Linked DNA regions of Mus musculus: region 2 is linked to region 1. A link is a contact called in public HiChIP or PLAC-seq data. All regions are on one chromosome and are shown on one strand. Each heading gives the region's core, a stretch centred on a gene start, on an enhancer-like site or on the middle of the called end of the contact. The rest is flanking DNA. Distances are from core to core; before and after follow the strand shown. Region 1 overlaps Aatf (apoptosis antagonizing transcription factor). Region 2 holds the start of Ggnbp2os (gametogenetin binding protein 2, opposite strand).

What was found. HiChIP or PLAC-seq counts read pairs in DNA pulled down with a chosen protein or histone mark.
Region 2: an H3K4me3 HiChIP or PLAC-seq map of bone marrow-derived macrophages shows a contact between it and region 1, with 4 times the contacts expected there. The contact joins the promoter of Ggnbp2os here to the enhancer-like site in region 1. A contact is called at or near these places in 1 of 39 promoter capture datasets (hippocampal neurons), 1 of 484 Hi-C or Micro-C datasets (pancreatic cancer cells), 2 of 115 datasets of contacts at active chromatin or transcription factors (bone marrow-derived macrophages and trophoblast stem cells) and 2 of 9 other capture datasets (adipose tissue and pancreatic islet).

The regions. Positions count from the first base shown.
Region 1 is chr11:84,458,422-84,464,998 of GRCm38.p6, forward strand. The region is part of intron 9 of Aatf (apoptosis antagonizing transcription factor); the gene reads right to left. Among named protein-coding and RNA genes, the nearest start is that of Aatf, 52 kb to the right of the region's middle. Within about 2 kb of position 4,575, at least 2 of the 459 cell types and tissues checked have an H3K27ac peak or open chromatin away from gene starts, as enhancers often do. A contact at or near this core is called in bone marrow-derived macrophages, where this site is marked.
Region 2 is chr11:84,866,398-84,872,084 of GRCm38.p6, forward strand. It overlaps Ggnbp2os (gametogenetin binding protein 2, opposite strand), which reads left to right and starts at 3,608. Exons shown (of 2, transcript NR_131201.1): 1 at 3,608-3,699; 2 at 4,807-5,234. It overlaps Ggnbp2 (gametogenetin binding protein 2), which reads right to left and starts at 4,393. Exons shown (of 14, transcript NM_001364114.1): 1 at 4,208-4,393; 2 at 3,480-3,675. The coding sequence starts at 3,572.

The DNA of each region.
Region 1 (6,577 bases), core at 3,325-5,824:
CTTCCCAGCCCAGGCTGTCACTATATGGAGCTTGGAAAGTTTTCTTCTCCAAAAGGTAAGACAATAGCATAACGGGATCCTCTCGTGACCATCATCAATCTGAAGGCTCTTCTTACAATCTGATTTCCAACAATGACTGAATACTTGAAAATAAAGAATAATTAAAGACAGAATCTCACTACGTAGCTCTGGAACTTTGTTACGTAGACCAGGCCAGCCTTGAACTCATAGATTTGCCTGACTCTGCCTCATGAACAGAGGGATTAAAAACTTGTCTACTCCTCCAGTCATACTGTTTTTCAGACAAGGGTCTTACTGTGTATCCTTGGCAGTCCTCTAACTTCTAGAGATCTGCCTGTCTCTACCTTTCATGTGCAGAATTAAAGGTGTGGATCGCCTTGCCTGGCTCAAGTCACATTTTTAAAAAAGAGCCGTGCAACTACACAAAGTTGGAGCCTCCTTCTGTTAGAAAGATTGATTCCTTGGGAAGGGAATTTCAGCAGATTAGCCTGTATAAATCCATCATCTGGCACAATAAATGTTAATGGATGGTCATAATTGCACAAAAGTGATACATCTGGACTGTCAGAGTGGCCTTGGTGAATTTTCAAATTTGTCCAATCAAAAGATAAACGCACTACAAAGAAAATCAAACTGGAATCAAGAACACTTTCATTTCCACGTTCTGATTTTGTGTGACGGTTGATCTCCCCCAGTCACTCCTCGAGGCTAAGAAGGCTCAACTTTAGATCTATAATCACATATATTTTGGAAGGTCTTATTAACTTATCCTCTTCTTTGTTAAAGCATTTCCCTGTAAGTTACTATGAAGAAAAAAAACATTAAACAGAACTTAGTACCAAGTCAATATGCCTATCTGAGTGAAGAACTGTTATTCCTTGAGAAGTACCAAACAAATTCTTCACTTGCAGTTACAAAAATACTGCCAGTATCCTATGTTTAATTTATATTTGGCCAGTATATATTGTGCTTATTATTATTTAAAAAAAAAAGGCAATTCTGGCCACATACTTGCCAAATAAACTTTCATTTATGCTTAAGAACGTTTCTTCATTAGTTTTAAGGCAACCCTATTTCTTTCCTAACTAGGCCAGTAAACTATTGTTGAAAGCTCTGTTCTACAGCTTTGTCTTTAATGAGTGAAGCAGAGGTATAAGTCAGGCTCTGATATACTTTTAAAAACAATGAAGCAAAGGAAATGAAGGTGCTAGGTATGATGACATAGTCCTTTAATTCCAAGAGGCTGAGACAGGAGGATCTCTGTGAGTTCTAAGGCCAGTTTGGTCTACATAGAGAATTCCAGGCCAGCCAAGGCAACATAGTGAAACCCTGTCAAAGGCCTAGTCATGTCACCTTCCCTTGATGCTGTGGTTTGATGAAACTTCTGGACCTAGCATTTAAAATGTGCCCTTGCTGGGTGTAGTGTTCAGGCCTATAATCCTTGTACACGGAAGGACCCTTGTACAGAAGTAGATCAAGATTTCAAGGCCAGCCTAGGCTACATAACTTTTTCTCAATGAAATAAAAAGTCAGGAAAAAGTACCTTTGTCCTCCTGTTCTGTAGCATCTTATATGATAATGACCTCGTCAGTCACCAAATGCTGGTGCTGATATCATAATGCTGACTGTAATGGCAATGTCTACGAAGACAGTATACAAGATACCATGTATTTATCTCAAATAAAATTCTTACACACGGGACACACAAAATAATCTTAAGATTGTTAGAATTTAATTGGACATTGCTAATTAGTTTTTTAAAATAATATTACTATGCCCCACAAACCCAAAATGGTTAGCTCTCTACTCTATCTTCAGCCATAATGTCAATTTTCAAATTTATTTACATGCGTGTTTTCTCTCTAAAATCACCATAACTACCTATACACAATAAATTTCATTAGACTTTTAAGAACCACTATCCAGATCCCAAATACAAACATTTAAATATAAAATTAAATATAAAAAAAGGACTCTTATAAAAGGCATCTATTTCCTAGTACTGATGGGAGCAAGAAGCAATTCCTATCAGACTTCCTAACACGTTAATAACATTAACTGGGCTACTGGGAAGTTACAGCCACAGAACCACCACTGCACCACCATTAACTTCAGCGATGGCTTGAGACACTGCTTATTCTCACTTCCATTTAAATGCACACAATTAAAGCCACTACATCAACTGTCCATATTAATCACTCACCAAGTTAATTAAGGAAAACCATCTTGTCAGACAGCCTGCCGCTTCTCTACTTCTTTCTCAACATGATCAACTTTTAATAGTTCACCAAATTAGTAATTACTTGTTTATAGCATTATCAAATATCTTGGATACAGAGGTCTAGCATGTAGCAGGGTCACAGTACTAGACATGTCCTGAATGGAAATCAAAGGAAAAATTTAACCCATCACAGTGGTCAACAACAACCAAAAAAGCCTGCTATGCCTTTCTCTAGGTACTCCTGGCAAGATTCAAAGTGGCAAGATAAACCAGATCAAAACTAAACAAAGCTGGAAGCAACATAATCCTAACGTACCCTTAGGAATGCAGACACTGGCCTGTCAACAGCTAAGTTCAATTTGGGCTTTCTGAATAAAGTCACTGCTGAGATGACAAGAAACTAGCCAGAGGTCTGGGATATGAGAAGCCCAGTCACTTTACACTGCTTACTGTTAAGGGCAATCATCACACCAGATCTTACAAGGATTAAATAAAGATGTCAGCCACCTGTCTACTTAGTTTAGGTGGCTGGTACATAACCAGAACTCAGAGAATATTTGCTCCTAAACCATTAAGAATTCAGGTTCACCAAGAAAAATCTACCTGGGCAAACAAAAGAAAACCCTAAGTAGTGGTACTACAGGTACTACAGGTAGGTAACCCATCTTTTTTTAAAAATGTCACAAAGGAGTACATGAAAATGATACATAGGTACTTAGGACATTTCTGAATAACCATGCTTCATGCTCACTTGATGTTTTGTGAAATTGTCTTTAGGGATGACTTTTGAAAGTAGACAGACCGAATGCAAACCAACTCCATTCAAAAGTGAAAACTCACACTGCTTTTCTGCATTAGACCACAGGTCTTTCATAAAGTTCCCACTGGCAGGTACATCAGGCCTTCAGTAATCCAGCTTCCATACAAACCAGTATCAAAACTACAAAGCTAATTTTTTCATTAGAATTTTTAAGTAACAGGAGTTCAATAAATCATTTGCCTTCTAAAGAAAAAAAATTACTTTCTAACAACATATTTCTCCCAGTTCTAAAAAAAAAAAAAAAAAAAAAAGAAGAAGCTTATTTATTTACAAACTGAAAACCATAAAGCTATAATTTTTATGGCTAAAAAATGAAATATTTAAGAAACAAGGGTACACAGAAAGAACAAAATTGGGCTGGCAAGATGGCTCAGCAGGTAAGAGCACTGACTGCTCTTCCAAAGGTCCTGAGTTCAAATTCCAGCAACCACATGGTGGCTCACAACCACCCGTAATGAGATCTGATGCCCTCTTCTGTTGTGTCTGAAGTCAGCTACAGTGTACTTATGTATAATAATAAATAAATGTTTGGGCCAGAGCAAGCAGAGACTGAGTGAGCAGAGTTGATCAGAATGAGTAGGGCTGACCAGAGCAAGCAGAGGTCCTAAAATTCAATTCCCAACAACCACATGAAGGCTCACAACCATCTGTATAGCTACAGTGTATTCACATAAATAAATAAATAAAAGGGGGGTGGGGGAGAAAAGAAAAGAATGAACAAACAAAATTTGATCTAGGCAGCCTAGAGATTGAGGCTAATGTTGCCATTTGTCGTGTGTGTGTGTGTGTGTGTGTGTGTGTGTGTGTGTGTGTGTGTGTGTTTAGGACATTATTTAAGTTTTCAAACTTTTTAAGTCTTTCAGCTCTAAAACTGCTAAGCCTGAAAGTTGGCAAGATGGCGAGTGGGTGATGGTGCTTGCCACCAAGCCCAAAGACCTGAGTTCACATGCACACACATATACTCACCCACCTAAGTATGTGCATACTCATTCACACACAAAAATAAATAAGTGAATAAATAAAGGAATTTTTTTAAATGAAAGGACTGGGCTGGCAAGATAGCCCAGGGGTAAAGTGTATGCTGCCAAGGCAAGCCTAATGATCAGGATTTCATCCGAGAGGAGATGAGGGAGGGAAGAGAGAACTGACTCCTGTGAGTTGTCCTCTGACCTCCACATGTGCACCAAGCATATAAACTCACACTATAGCTGCACACAGATACAAAGCAAACAGATAAATGCAATAGAAATTTAAATTATAGGGTTAAATTATAATCCAAACACTGGAGAGGCTGAGGAAGGAGGCTCAGAGGTCCAGGCTAGCCTGGGCTACACAGTGAGACTATGCCTAAATAAATAAATAAATAAATAAATGAAATAGCTCAGTGTTAGGTAAGGGCACTTGGCTATTTAGGAAGTTTAGGAGGCACTTTTGCTAGAGGAAGTAGATCACTGGGGGAGGGCTTTGAAAATATATAGCCTTGCAGTATTTCCAGTTTGCTCTGCTCCGTTCTTGCAACTGAGGATGTGGTCTCTCAGGTTCCTGCTCTGTCTGTCTGCTGACATGACTCCCTTGGTATGATGGACTCTTGCTCTGGAAACAGAAACTCAAAATAAACTCTTTCTTCTATAAGTTGCTTTCAGTCATTGTTCTATCACAGCAAAACCAAAAAATAATTAATACAAATATAATTTGAAAAAGTCATTTAGGGACACGCAAACTGTATATGCCCCAGTACAGGGGAACGCCAGGGCCAAAAAAAATGGGAATGAGTGGGTAGGGAAGTGGGGGGGAGGTTATGGGGGACTTTTGGGATAGCATTGGAAATGTAATTGAGGAAAATATGTAATAAAAATAAATAAATTTAAAAAAATAAATAAATTTAAGAAAAAAATTAAAAAAAATAAAAAAAAGAAAAAGTCATTTAGAAAAATAAATAAAAATTAAGCCAGAATGGTAGAACATATCTTTAATGCTAACTCTCTGGGGCTGGAGAGATAAGATGGCTCAGCGGTTAAGAGCACTGACTGCTCTTCCAGAGGTCCTGAGTTCAATTCCTAGCAACCACATAGTGGCTCACAACCATCTGTAACAGGATCTGATGCACTCTTCTGGAGTGTCTGAAGATATTGACAGTGTACTCACATATATAAAATAATAAATCTTTTTTTAAAAATCCTAGCACTCTAAAAGAAGAGAAAGAATCTTTGTGAGTTCTAGGCCAACCTGGTCTACATAGTGAGCTCAGGATAGGCAGGACAAAATACATAGAGAAACCCTGTCTCAAATAAATGGATGGATGGATGGATGGATGGATGGATGGATGAGATTTATGATGATATCCCTTAGAACCATCATTTTTGTATATATAAATACGTAAGTCTGTGTGTGTGTGTACACCTGTACTATTAATAAAGTAGGCATGCTTTTAAAGTTCAAGGACCATTAGAAAACAAAGAATGAGAGTAAAACTGAATGTGTGTGAGCAGGTGGGGAGTCTCTGACCCTATACATCTTTCTCTGCAGTTAGGCCATTTACACAGCCTCATAATACCTGAATTAATCAAGTAAGCCTTTAAACCCTTACAATGGAACATTAAAATTCAATGTGGCTATAATCTCGTCTTTACAAAACATGGACCCAAAGAGTTTAGCCTCAAGTATGTTAAAAAGGTGTGTGTGTGTGTGTGTGTGTGTGTGTGTGTGGCGCGCGCGTGCAAGGGCGAGTGGGCGTGTGAAATGTATTATATTCACCATCTACCTCATCCACATGACCATATTTTAAAAAGACAAAAGAGGAAAAAATAAAAGAAACTCACAGTCCTATTGTAACACACTGTACCCCTTCTCAATGCAACACTTAGCTCAGGCTCACTACCCTGACAAATAAGGAAAGCACTTTATGAAGCCAATTTAATTGGGAGGTGACAGAAAACATACAGCCATTTTCTTTAGCCTTATCATTGAATTGGCTTCAGTTCCAATCTCTGGCAAATCCCACTCAACAGAAGAAATTAACCAGGTCAGCAGAACAGGTGCTACGCTGTGTCTGTCAAGGGCCTGGCATCACCACAATTACTTGCACACAATGAAGCAGTAATCTTTACAGATCATCTCTTCCAAGCAGCATATTGGGGGGGGGGGGGAGCTGAAGGGAGGAGATGGGGGGAGGAAAGGGGCAGTGAGCAGAAGAGGGCTAAGAAGCAATGGGAAAAGGCAAGAAAAGAAAATGAATGTGCAGCTGCCTTGCAGCTCAGCAGATGTCAGGATGTGATGTACGAGGCTAGGATAAGCTGTCGTAGCCTGCTGCCAAGGAGTGGTAAGTGATTAAAGCTTGCACAGTTCTAAGCACCATATTTAGAATCAGTGGGGTTTCAAGACTTGCACCCGTGCCTCGCTGTGCCGCCAGATGTTGGCAACTGGTCCAGTTCCTACTGAGTGTGCAAGGATGGCAGCAGTTGGTACAGAAGCAAAGCAATCTGGAATGCTTCCGGAGACGCTGTACATTAACAAGT
Region 2 (5,687 bases), core at 2,358-4,857, 410 kb after region 1:
GTGTGGTTTCACAGAGCAGTCATTAGCCTTCAGCTGCAGGATGGGGATGCCTGTCCAGAGCCATCCAAAAATACAAGTCATTGCGCAGCAATTACTGCTTTGTAAAGTTTATTGCATCCGTTACTGACTTTCACTCTTAAGCATCTGCCCCAGTTTTACCAGACCACAAAAAAAGAAAAAAAGTTTCAGAACATTTCCATGAGCTCTAATCAATAAGATTAAGTTTGTATTTATCAAAATGTCACTTTAGTATTACTCTTTTATATCACTATTCACAAAACTACTTCTAACATGCATCAGGAAAAGTTAACATGCATCAGGAAAGTTTAACATACATTAGGAAAGTTAAATATTAAAGAGCTTAAAGGAAACACTAAATACTAAACTTGTAGCAAATGCTAAACTCCTAATCCCCTAGGATTACCATTTCCTGCTTCTTAGGCTTCAACACTTCAGAACTCCTATCAATTTCTAATCTACTCATTATTCTTATTGGAGCGGAGCACATCCATGCCAGATGTTCTTGTGTAGAAGTCAGAGGGCAACTTGCAGGAACCATTTCTTCCTTTCTACCATTTATATTCCAAGAAATGAATGATATCATCACACTTGGCAACAACCGCCTTTACCCACTAAGCCATTTTGTCACCCCAGTTTACAGATCATTTGGATAGATTTGAATTAAAAGGGTTATCTTCTAGAAATGTAATAATTCAACAACATGAACCAAGAAACTTGTAAAATGTTATCCTTCAGTAATTCTACTTCCAAAAGCCCAAGGGGAAAAGTAATAACTCAGTGCATTATCCATATTCTTATGGTGTTATTCAAAAATGAGAAGTCAGAATCTCATGGAAGGGTGATACTATGGAATATCATACAACTTGTACAACCATTAAAAACATTAAAAGATGACAAAAAGTTGTGGTATACCTCTTTAATCCTAACATTTTAGAGGCTAAAATAGGAAGATATTTTAGCCCAGGAATTTGAGACCCCAAAGAGAGGGTCAGAGAGATGGCTTAGTGGGTAAAAGTGCTTGTTGTAAAGCCTGACAACCTGTCTTCCATCCCAAAACTTACAGTGGAAAGAACCAACTCCCTATCAACAGTCCTCAATCTTCCACACATATACTATGGCATATACACCTACATGTACACACACACATACATGCACACATACACACATGTATATATCTATATAGATGTACAAACGTACACATACACACTAGTATAAAATATTCCAGTATATCCCAGCCCAGCCTATGTGCAGTGATAACTAGAATGAACTAGACTAACATTTTTCTGCAAACAAGATTGCTAAAACCATTTACTCAAAGATCACAAGGTTCCCCTTTGGGTTGCTAGGAACAAAGATCAAACCAAGTTAACTTCAGGCAAACACTGCCATCAAATAGCAATGGACCACTACACACACACACACCTCTGCTTCCTCTTCCCGCTTCCCTCCCAACAGGTGCTTTGTTCTATATCCTCCCTTTAACTGGGATTGAGAAATCTTGAAAGAAGCTTGTGTCCCTACATACAGCATAGCTGTAGGTGAATTTTTGATAATACTCATTAACAGCATTCAATGACAGTTCACAAGTTTTCAAGACAAACTAACAAAATTAATTCCTTAGTGGCCAAAAGTCATTCCTAAGCAAGGAAAAATTATACCTATTATTTGAAGTTATTTAAATAAGCTTAAATTGTCTTTGTAATGAGTCTGTAATAAAAGCAAAATTCAGACACCCAGTACAAGGCAAAAGCAGGTGACACTAAACCATAATGTAAGTTTATCTATGAAAAAAACTGGAAACTCACATCATCAAGAATGTAACATACTGTTCACTTAAAAGTGCTTTATGAAGTATTGACTAATGTGCTACATTCACATTAAAGGTGGTTATGTGAAAGGAGAGTATAAGTTATCTTAAAATTTGTAAATAGACAAAATTTAAAATGGTTTTCTGTTTTCATATTATATACTAATAAAAAAATTAACCCAAACCTCAGGATTAAGGGGGAAAAATGCACTACAAAAAAGGTTGTTATCAAACTGTGTTTTTTTAAGGTTTTATGGTGAAGGGGACAGAAGGTAATAACAAATGAACTATGACCAAGCACTATCATACTGAGAAAAAAATCATTTAACTGGTTTCTAGCTTGTTTTTTTAAAACTATTTTTAATATAAGCCCATTAAAATTAAAATTCAAGAAAATAAGAAACCATAACCAATACATACAAGTAATTTCTAATATAAATTCTACTTTATGTCAAATCATTAGACTATTTTTTTAAAGCATGCTTTCCATTGCAAAGTTCCATCGAAGTGAACCAGTCAATAGCTTCCCTAATTTTTTAAAAGTACTGAAGCTCTTGAGACTGGCAAAAAGGCTCAGACTGGCATCTCCACAATGACTTGCATTTTACATAAAATGCTAAAACCTTCAGTACATAACTACACTTTTTTTTTTTTCAGGAAGATAACCGATCTGCCTTTGAGTGGAAAAAAAGTCAAAGGCTGGAAGACTTATCTACATCAGATCACAATGGGCGAGTGCAAAATCCAGGAGCGTCAGCATCAAAATGAAGATTTCAAAACTTGTTCGGAGAAGGTTCATTTAACTGTGGTAAGCAACTGCATTTACTTCCTGCTCAGAATCAACTCAAATTTCTGCCATTTCCTTTTAAAGGAAACAGTACTACAACACCGGGTAGAGGGGTCGGCAAAGGTATACCAACACCAAGTCTTAAAACAACCATCTTCCCACGTTTGTGTTTTTCTATCCACAATGAGCAGTCAGTTCTTCATACTACTTTACAGTCAATAACTTGGTCTTGGGCTACTTGTAAACCAAAAAAATGCCACGAAGGCCCATTTTGAAGAGTCATGGCTTAACCCAACCATTTCAAGAATTATAATGTACTAGGCAATGTGAGACGTATTAGGAAATCAAATCATTTAGGTGGAATCTTCGCTGTGCAAGAGAATGTCACTCTGCCCTCAGTAATTACACTTATGTAGAGATAGCTACAGTGTTCAAACGGGAAACACACAGGTAACAATGCAGCTGCGACATTTTCAACTAATTGAGCCTCCCGGAGGGTAAGTGCTTTCTGGAGAGGACAGGCCCTAAACGCCCCAGCTCCTTCAACCCTTCTCCCCGGCGCGTGCTTAGGCAAACAGCGTCTCAAAGGCAGGCCTAAAGGCCAAAGGTTCGGAGAGGGAGGAAGACCCGAGCAGGGGACCTCCAAGTGCCTTCGGGGCGCTGGATCTGGGGCCTGCCAAGGGTACCGAGAGGCCCCGCTGCAATGGCGAGTTCGTGGGGCCCATCGGAGAGGCGGCCTCGCCTAGGAGTTGCAACACACTCTTTCTCCAGTGCGCAGCGCTCGGCCTGGGGGAGGGGAAACAGCTGCCAGGCCGGGGAGCAGCGGGCCCATCCCGGCCCGGCCCGCTCAGCCCGCTCGCTCACCGTCAGGGTGTCGTCTATGTAGAGGGGGATCTGCCTCCTCTCGAAGGGGAACTCCTCCTCCCCGTCCCTGCACACTGCCACCAGTCGCGCCATCGTCCCCGACGCTGCCGTTGCCACCGTCACCACCTCCTCCCAGCTGCTGCCGCCGCCGCTGCTCCTGCCGCCGCCGCTGCTGCTGCCTCCTCCCAGCTCCTGCCTGCAACAGCCAAACCCCGCGAGCGTAAGCACCCGCCACCTCGCAGCACATTCGCCACGGGTGAAAGGGGTGGGGGGGCGCGGAGCGAGAGAGGACAGGAGAGCCGCGCTGCGTTTCCCATCACCCGATTCCACACGCGCTCAGCCAATCAGCGCCCCGCAGCGCCGGGACCCGCCCCCTCGCGCCGCCTGCCCTCCCCCACCCAGACCCCCCCTCCCCACCCACCCACCCCCCCCCCCCCCGCCCGCCGGCCTCCAGTCAGGGTCCAAAGGAGAGGCGGAAAAGGACCTGCTGGCCCCGGGACATCCCCGCCCAGCTCGGGAGTCCGGGCTCCAGAAGCCCATCCCCGCCTCGGCTACACAGCCCAAGCCCGCACCCCCTGCCGCTGACCCCTTCTCTCCTGGCTGAGCGCCCCGCCCAGGGTGGCCCCCTAGGCTGCAGTTGCCCGGCGCCACCCCGCCCCTGGGAGGGGTCGACCCTGCCTCGGCTCTGCAGAGTTGGGGTGGGGGCGAGCTCAGACCCCAGTCCTCACCCGGGTCGGAGAGAGAGAGCTCTCGGTTCTGACCTTCACTGACTTCGAGGACGCCTCCCTGACCCCCACCTCTGCTCCCCGTTACCGGCTGACGAGGCCCGCGTCAGGGCCGGCCTGGGCGGGAGCGCGGCTGCGATTGCCGTTTCCTCTCCAGGCTCAGTCAGCCGCTCGCGCCACGGGGAGTGTGGGAGGGAGGGCGGGGGACGTGGGGAGGGTGGGGCCGGGGAGGGGGGGCCGCGAACTCCAGGCGGGGCCTGCCTCTTCTCGCGAGACCGCGGCCGCCTCGCTCGTGTCCCGACTTTCGAAATCGGCTTGTACGGGTGGGGGGAACCCCCTGTGCTGTCGCGCTCGGCTGACCTGCGTGGTGCCCCGGATTTACCAAAACGAGCGTGAAAATAGGGCCAGTGGGGAGGCCCAGCAGGAGCAGCCGGGGTCCCTGCCAGTGACGACCCGGGATCTGCTCTCTGGAGACCGGTGGGGTGGAAAGCCCACTGGGGGGGGGGGGGAACCCAGATAAGACTTGGGTGAGCGATGAAGAGCTGGCGCTGTCGAGGTCTAGGAGAATGGACACTGCAGAGACCTTTGACCTTGTTTTCCAGGTTGCACACATGCGGACTTCCACCCCTGTAAGACTGGAGGAAAGGGCTCTGCTACCCTGACTCACCCAGAGCCGGCCGCCTTATGGGGACTGCAGCAAGATGGATGGAAAATATGTGCAGGATCTGTTGTTACAATAGACAGAAAACTGAACTGTAGTCTATGTGTAGCTTCCGACCAAAGGAACTTCTTGAGTTAATATTAACTTAAGGGACTCCCTTGGGCAAAGTTACTGATAGTGGCCAAAGGCCCTTCGGTCTGACCATCTTCCGAGAACCAGAGCTGCTGTAAAGAGAGTTTCCTCTGCACTCTTGACTACTGCCACGTTCTCAGGTACTAGTCTACGGAGGTCCATTGTAAAGCCAAAAAGATGGAAAATGTTTTGTCTTGATGGTTTTAATAATAAATCCATTCGCTGCTTGTACAACTACCAGATCTTAAGGACAGATCGAATATTTTCTGGTAAAATAGGGTAAAGCTGTTGTTACTGACCTTTAAAAGTATTTTGATCACATGAAGTCTTTCAAGTCACAACCAAAAAAAAAAAAAAAAAAAAATCCCACAGTGCATCCTTAGCCTTGTTGACTTATGACATTGTGTGGTCATTGTTAGAGTAGGTGACATAATAAACTGGAAGAACCATTGTGTGTTCCCAAAGGTGTGATTATCCAGTAAATATGTCTTTGGGCCATACTAAAAGCAGAACAGTGCGATCCTTAGTTGAAGTCCAGTTTTTCACGCACCTTCTGACAGGTTAAAATACATAGTAAAACTATGGACATTTTTAGAGAATCTTGTGTTTTATGTCTACAACTACTACAATCTATGTACCTACTTTGATTAATTGAATTTTAGGTTATGCTTGGTAACAAATATTGAGCCA